Regions from separate parts of the Mus musculus genome. Here region 1 is linked to region 2. The links are chromatin contacts, called in public Hi-C maps. All regions are on one chromosome and are shown on one strand. The core of a region is the stretch at or near the end of the contact, and the rest is flanking DNA. Distances in the headings are between cores, read along the strand shown. Region 1 overlaps 2610035D17Rik (RIKEN cDNA 2610035D17 gene). Region 2 has its middle 85 kb from the start of Gm39461.

What was found. Hi-C and Micro-C count contacts between places; a contact is called where the count stands out from the background.
Region 1: a contact with region 2 is called in a Hi-C map of the C2C12 cell line, with 9 times the contacts expected there. The contact joins two enhancer-like sites. A contact is called at or near these places in 2 of 15 datasets of contacts at CTCF or cohesin (embryonic stem cells and large pre-B cells), 15 of 484 Hi-C or Micro-C datasets (the C2C12 cell line, cortical neurons, differentiating embryonic stem cells and 5 more) and 1 of 9 other capture datasets (embryonic stem cells).

The regions. Positions count from the first base shown.
Region 1 is chr11:113,163,128-113,166,759 of GRCm38.p6, forward strand. The region is part of intron 1 of 2610035D17Rik (RIKEN cDNA 2610035D17 gene); the gene reads right to left. All of the region lies in intron 1 of LOC115487747 (a long non-coding RNA gene), which reads right to left. Among named protein-coding and RNA genes, the nearest start is that of Gm39467, 31 kb to the left of the region's middle. Within about 2 kb of position 2,189, at least 86 of the 459 cell types and tissues checked have an H3K27ac peak or open chromatin away from gene starts, as enhancers often do. A contact at or near this core is called in the C2C12 cell line, where this site is marked.
Region 2 is chr11:112,070,039-112,073,829 of GRCm38.p6, forward strand. No RefSeq gene overlaps it. Among named protein-coding and RNA genes, the nearest start is that of Gm39461, 85 kb to the right of the region's middle. Within about 2 kb of position 1,778, at least 4 of the 459 cell types and tissues checked have an H3K27ac peak or open chromatin away from gene starts, as enhancers often do. A contact at or near this core is called in the C2C12 cell line, where this site is marked.

The DNA.
Region 1 (3,632 bases), core at 939-3,438, 1.1 Mb after region 2:
TGAGGTTTCCTTGATGAATGCCCCTGAACTTCCTCTGTCCAAACCTCCAGGGTAGCTTCTCGCACAGAGTCTGAGTGGGAAGAGCCACCCATGACCAGAGGAGAAAGCCACAAGGCTCCGACTCAGACCACACGAGGTAGGGTAGCATGAGGAAGGCAATGGAGGCCTTGCAGCAGGGCCTCGAGTCTGGCTCTCAGATGTCACATCTGCTTGATCAGGCAGAGAGCTGTCGGTCAGGGCCTCAGTGTCACAGGCATCCAGAGGTGACCACAAGGGAGTTGCTGGGGTCTTGGGAGGACTAAACAGCAAGACCGAAGCAAAGCTCTTATCTCACAGGAAGCACTTCTGTAACCAATGGTCTTTTAGGAAACTCCGTCCCGTAGACAAAAACCAACTCAAGATGGATTCCAGAACTCTAATATAGGGAAGAGACTGGCCACCAACTCCATGCTCTTCACACACACCCTGTAACTGAAATGGATGTATTCCATCTTGAAACCTGAACTGTGAGTGTCTGTGAGTTCCTGTCTTGGTAATCAAGAGCTCTGCATGGCTGAAGAGCCACATTCGCACAGAGCTGCTCGGGGCCGTGTGGACACAGCGGACACGCTGGGCTTTCCTGGGCTATCATGGGGGTCCACGTGCTGCAGTGACTGATGGTGGGTCTCCTTTCCGTTCCTGCCTCTCTTTCCGTGGTCTCCTTTCTCTTTTTTGAGAAGCCACACAACTCCTGAGCCTCTGTGAGGCACCAGATAGTACACTTGCAGGTGAGTGAGCCTTAGGATAGCGTAAGAATAAAAGTACAAATTGTCCTTTGCCAGGCGACAGGGGGCCCTCTGGCCCAGGGGAAGCTGGGAGTTAGCCTGCTTGGCTAGGACAGCTTCTCCAGGTTCCTCCTTTCCCACTGCCCTCCCCAGCTGGGGTGGGGTCACAACCTCCCTTAGCCCTGCCTGCCTCTGGACAAGTCTAGCTCAGGCCCCACACTGTGCCTGGCCCTAGGGGCAGGCAGATCTAGGAGGAGCAGCCCAGCCCCCAGCCCCCACCCCCACCCCCACCAGCCGGCTGCATTTGTTCCAGGGGGGCAAGGGTCTGGTGCAGTGACCCCTGGGACTCGCCTCTCAGTCACTGGCCCAGGCAGCTGGGAAAGGCTCTGACCTCCACAGAGACAGAGGGCTTCTGGGAGAGGAGCCCCAGAAGAGAGGCCTGAACTCAGAACCTACTCTGTTTTCCTGAGAACAGTCCTGGTCTTAAATGGAGCTACAAAAAGGAAAGCACTTCCAATCAGGAGCTTAGCTCTTCATTTGGCTTTCCCTGTAAGAGACAATCTTATCACCTTCTTCCAAACGCCCCCCGCCCCCCTCCCCCCCCCCCAAACCATAGCTTCAGTGAGACCCGGGTGACCCAAACCCCTGCCTCTGCGTACAGAAACCCCAAAGAAGGACGTGCTTTTAAAACAACATCTACAAACAAGCTTGTGAGGAAACCCCTTGGCTCCGCAGTGAGTGGGTGTGCACTGAAAACGGAATGAATGAAGTGACCCTGCTCAGGGGTGGAAGGGGTACACATTTGTGCAACCAGAATAGACCTCGGAGAGAACTATTTCTAAGGCAAACTCACGGAGGCTCTTTGTTTTCGGTCGCCCCTTGAAGGGTTTGACACAGAATGACTGCAAAGCTCATCTAGGAAAGAGTTTCCAATCTCTCCTCCTTCCTCCTCTTCTTCCCCCGCCCCCCCCTTCTCCTCCTTCTCCTCCTCCTCTTCCTCTTCTTCCTCCTCTTCCTACCCTTCTTCCATTCTGTGTTTAGCTAGCTTTCTCTCCTAAGTACAAACTCTAGACAAGAGTTCAGACTAGCTATCACTTCTGCCCCAAAGACAGTGATCACCACCAGGTCAGGATGCAGATGGCTCTAAACCGTTCTTTAGCACACTAGGGCGTCTGACCCGCTGCTGGGGAAGCTGCAGGAACACACAGCACAGAACACAATACCAACACCCCAAACTTCCTTCGCTGCAGGAGAAACTAGCTCTGAGCTCTGCATTTGTGCTCAAGCAGAACGGGCAGGCGTCAGGCGCTGCGCCCCACCAGCAGCCAGGGCACAGTCGGGCGCCTGGATGACCACTGCAGCTCAGCCAGGGGCCCGGAGGAGAAAGCAGGCACACGGTGGAGCCACAGCGCCATCAAGTGGTCAGTTTGCGAATGGTCGCGAGACGCATGCCCTGAGCTCAGGGACAATGTCCAGGGTTCCCAGTGTCAACTGTCCCTGGAGAAAACAGGGCTGCCAAGCCTTCATTCCAGGACGTGGGGCAGGAGCCTACAGCCGGACACCATCTGTCAAGGCATGCGACACCCTCCAGGGCTGACCTGGAATCTGCCCTGGAGGATGTTCGGAGACCCTGTTCCAACTCTGAGAGAGGTCATAACCCAGGCACCGCCCTCTCCTCTAGCAATGTGCTCAGAGCCTACAGGTTTCTCAAGAGCTATGGGGCAGAGAGGGCACCACCTGAGTAGCAGGCCTATCAGCCTGCCTGAATTATGCAGGGATGGGGCAACAGAGAGACAGCAAGGCAGCTGCGAGTCCAGGCTGTGGGAAGGAATGGAGCCTCCGAGTGGGAGTTGCCGCCTGCAGCCCTGACAGGCCATGGCTTTAACACTCCCTTCTGGAACTCAGCATTTAATTCCAAGTGCCTCCTGGGACAGATCTGGTCCTTGGAGTCAAATTACAGTCCAAGAAGGACTCAAAACACAAAAATAAAAACACATACTTTGCAAATAGAGGAGTGTTCCAGACCAGTGTATATCTGAAGACCTAATTATATTATTTTCCTGCACATTTATAACTATGATAGAATTTAGTATGAAAAGCAAATTAAGAGATTATCAATAACTATTAAACAACCAGAATAATTATAACAATACACTGGGGGGGGGGTGTTAAAAAAATCACTCAATATTTACAAATTCTTTATTTCTGAAATTTTCTACTTAATATATTCTGATACCGTTTCCAGCAGAAAATAGAGTTGCAGACATGAGAGGGGGCAGTGCTGTGTAAAGGCGGACAGAACAGTGGGGCGCCCTCTGTCCTAGTGCTGGCTCTGCACATGCAATCTCTGTCCTAGTGCTGGCTCCACTGCACACAGGACCTTGTTCAGCTTTCACCACAACCTTAGGAGATGGGTTCTTTTTATGATCTTTTTCTATAGGAAAGGCAGAACCCAGAAATGAAACACCCTACCCCTAGCTGCCCATTGGAGAGGGACAAAGCCAGGCCTGGATTCCAACACTGGCTTCCTGCCTCCAGACGCCATCCTCCCTCCCTCCCTCCCTCCCTCCCTCCCTCCCTCCTTTCTCTCCCTCCAGGGGGAACAAGGTTTTATCAGACAGAGATGTGCACATTTTTCAAGAGGGAGGGGCATCTTTGCAGACAGAGCTGGCTAGAAATGCCTAGCTAGGTTTGGGCATGAGAGATTGTGCAGGTGAGGGGCTGAGGCCTTCAGGGTGGACCCTGCCCTTTCTAGCTTCACTCCCACACCAATCTTAGGCCTCCCTCCCGGAAGCACCTTCTGCATGGGCCCCTCCCTGCTCTGGCTTCTGCAATTGACTTCCAGGCCAGCGTGCCCAGCTCGCCCTT
Region 2 (3,791 bases), core at 528-3,027:
TAAGGACCACTCTTCTTACAGTCACGTGTATTAGTAAGATGTACCTGGAATTCCCTCAGTCCGGAAGGTTTCTGTAGATGTTAGGTAATACTGGATACTGGATCCAGTTGGATGCACCCCGAAATTGACAGACTGTAATCAGCTGTCATATGCACAGAACAGCTTTTGTTTTTCCTAGGAAATGTCTTGGGCATTTCAACCTCATCCTGGCACCCAAGAGTGTGAGGAAATATTTCCAAATATTATCGTGTTCAATCACTGAATATCATGGGAACAAAAGGACCGGGGGAACCAGTTTCTGTAAATTAAGATCTCCTTCACATAGCACTCCCACGGGAAACCTCCACCTCATCTGACCTACAACAATTGCAGGAACTCTATTCAAGGTTTTTTTGGTGGTTTTGTTTTGTTTTGTTTTGTTTTGTTTTTGTTTTTGTGTTTTTTGTTTGTTTGTTTGTTTTTGTTTTTTTTTCCCCGAGACAGGGTTTCTCTGTGTAGCCCTGGCTGTCGTGGAGCTCACTCTGTAGACCAGGCTGGCCTCGAACTCAGAAATCTACCTGCTTCTGCCTCCCAAGTGCTAGGATTAAAGGCATATGCCATCACTGCCCGGCATGACAGTTCAGACTGCTGGAAGCCATCAAGCAGGATGCTGGGATTTAAACCGAGGTCCTTTGGATCCACAGTCAGTGCTCTTACCCACTGAGCCATGGCTCCAGCACACTATTCAAGTTTAGCCAAAATTATGTGCACTATCCTGGTAACAGAAACAGCAAAGAGTAATCTTTTAACATGTATTTTTCTTGTGCCACTGTAATTCTTAGAAAAGAATATCATCTTTTCCTTCTTTTAAACTTGGTGTGTGTCTGGATACAGGTGAGGTTGGGTACATGTGGATCGGTACGATGCACACATGTATAATATGTGTGCATAGATGCCGAAGGGGGACACACACTTCATGCACATGGAGGCTAGAGAATGAATGACCCAGGTGTCAGTCTTGCCTTCCACCGTGTTTGAGGCAGGGCCCATTTTCTTGCTCTATCATGTGTATGTCTGACTCCTTCCATCTCGCCATAGAAGTGCTGGGGTTGCAGATATGTGCTATGCACTGAACATCTTCATAGGTGCTGGAGATCCAAACTCAGACCCTTATGCTTTGGCGGCACCGAGATCTTTTAGTCACTAAGTCATCTCTCTAGCTTCACAACACTGTAATTCTTGGTTTTCACTGGGCATGGTCTTTGCTGACAAGTAGACCTCTTTCTTTAATGGTAAACTTAATATAATATTGGAATGACATTTTTGCTAGAATTTCTCTGGCTTCTAGAGCAGCCGCAAGGGTAGGGGAAATGGGAATTCAAGAGTTCTGTTGGGCGCCATTTAGTTCTGTAGAGAATTTACCACTCAGCACTGTAAGAGAGCTAACATGCTCTGCAAAGGCCGAATTTTATGATGGGGAATGAATGCATGTAGCCGGAATGGTGGGCCAGTCACCTTGTTAGTCAGCATTTTTTGAGAGGCATGCAACAGCATAATATCATTTTTAAGCTGCTCCCACTGGCAATGTGGATATCACTGTCATCTTCAAGATGTTTTGCAAATATTTATGTCCTTGGCCAAGCCACAAATTCAATTTGTGCCCAGTTAAATCCTCATAAAAATAGTGTCTTTGACAGATGATTGTGTTTTTCCTTCCCCATCCCAGAGAAGTGCCAAAGTAGGCTATTTTCACTTTTGGGTAGGAAATGTTCCATTTAGACTGACGCACAATGACGTGGCAAGTGCCCCCAGTGTTCTATTCTTGTCACTCGCAGAACTTTGGAGTTACTAAAGTTGACGTGATCACTGAACAGAAAGAGCTAATGGTGTTTCAATATCCCTCCGTATGTCACAGACACGTTACTTAAAATATCAAACGTGTTTGCTATCATCTTGCTGAGTTGCATTGGCAACTCGGTACTTGAGAAAGCTAACTAATCAGTGTATAAACTCAGAGCAGCAGCCTGGGCCAAATGGTAATCTGGGACCATCTTCCCTTGGAACCAAACACTGTGCTTCAGCAGGATGCATCCATTGTAGTGCAGAAGAATAGAAATTTAGTTTTGAAATTGGAGCAGAGGCTGCTTCTGTCTGTTGCCTGCTATCAGGTCCCCTTTCTCCTAATTAGACAGCCTTGTTGGGTCTCAGTGGGAGAGGCTGCTCTTAGTCTGTGTCTGGACATTCCAGGGCAGGATGGTAAGGGGTGGGGGGGACAGAGAGTTTCCTATTCTCTAAGGATAAGGGGAAGGCATAAGGAGAGGAGGAATTTGTAAGGGTGGGACTGGGAGGAGGGAGAGCTGTGATCAGGATGCAAAGTAAATTAGTTAGTTGATTGATTAATTAATTAATTAATTAATTAATGCAAAAAAGACATTTAGTTTTGTATGTAAGCTTGTGTGTCTCTGTGGAGGTATGTACAGTGCCCATGAAGGCCAGAAGAGGGAGGAAGGAGCTCCTGGAGCTGTAGTGAAAGCAAATGTGAGCCAAAGGAAGTGGGGATTGACAACCAAACCCGCCTTCTTTGCAAGAGCCATCTCTCTGGACCCCATCTAAACTATTTTCTGAACTTTGGTTTTTACTCAGATCATTTAAATCTTTTGTATTAAAAAAAATACTCCCTGGGTTCTATGTCACAAAATTAGTATCTTTTACCATAATTGGTGTCTTGTGAAACTATTGAAGATTTTGTGGAGGAAGACCAACCATAAGGGTATTAATTTGTTATCTTGATTATCTAATGTGCATTAATATGTAAGAACATATCTGTTAGAAATTGGATCTAATGTTTTGTCTTAATTTAGCTCCCAATATTGGGAATCTGTATGTCCAAACACTGAAGGTCCCTGTCCCCAGTTGATTTTTGATTGATCAATAGTCAACAGCCAATAGCCGGGCAGGGTGTAAGAGGAGAGACTTCTAGGTTCCCCAGGGGATGAACGAGGTCCACCCTGAGGAGAAGCAGCAAACCATACAGGGAAGGAGCTGGAGGGAGGAATTGCTGGCAGGTGACACGTAGGTACAAGAAGGAAAGCTGCCCCCTGAAGGGTTGCCCAGAAGCATCTTGGGCAGCAAAGATAGGGGCCACTCAGAAGGAGCCAGGGCAGCAAAGATAAAATATAGATTTTAAAAGATATTAACTCAGGAATACCAATGAGAAGAGTGTCTGTTAGCCTTGGGGAGGATTAGAAATGCTTTACCATTGAGCTAGTCAAGGCATATCAAAATTAACTTGTGTGTGTGTGTGTGTGTATCTGTGTGTCTGTGTGCCTTTCACTTGTGTGTTTATAAGCCCCACACCTTTTGCCATGTGGCTATGGCATGCAACTCCCTCCTCTTAATAATGCAGAATCTTGTTGTTATTGGTAGAACCTTCACTTCTTTGTGGTTGCATTAAGCTATTGATTATAATACACTAGAGTGGGGGTTCTCACTGAACCCTACATGCTATTCACTGCAAAGATTGTAGTCTCCTGCATTATGCCAACTCTTGCATGATGTGTTTTCTGGATCAACCCTGCCAGGCCATCAGGTATGTTGATGATGCTGTCCTTTTTTTGTGAATGTCTTTTTCACCTCTCTGGATACATTCTCTAGCTCTGACTGATAGCACTCGATGTCATGAGCAACAATGAATGCATTGTTTGCCATCGTAGAGACTCTTCTGCCTCGTTTTCAGTGGGGACATTGTCTTAGTTGCTTGGAGTGGACAAGCCGTGTCAGACTTCACACATAGGTTTGCTTTCAGACTGGCC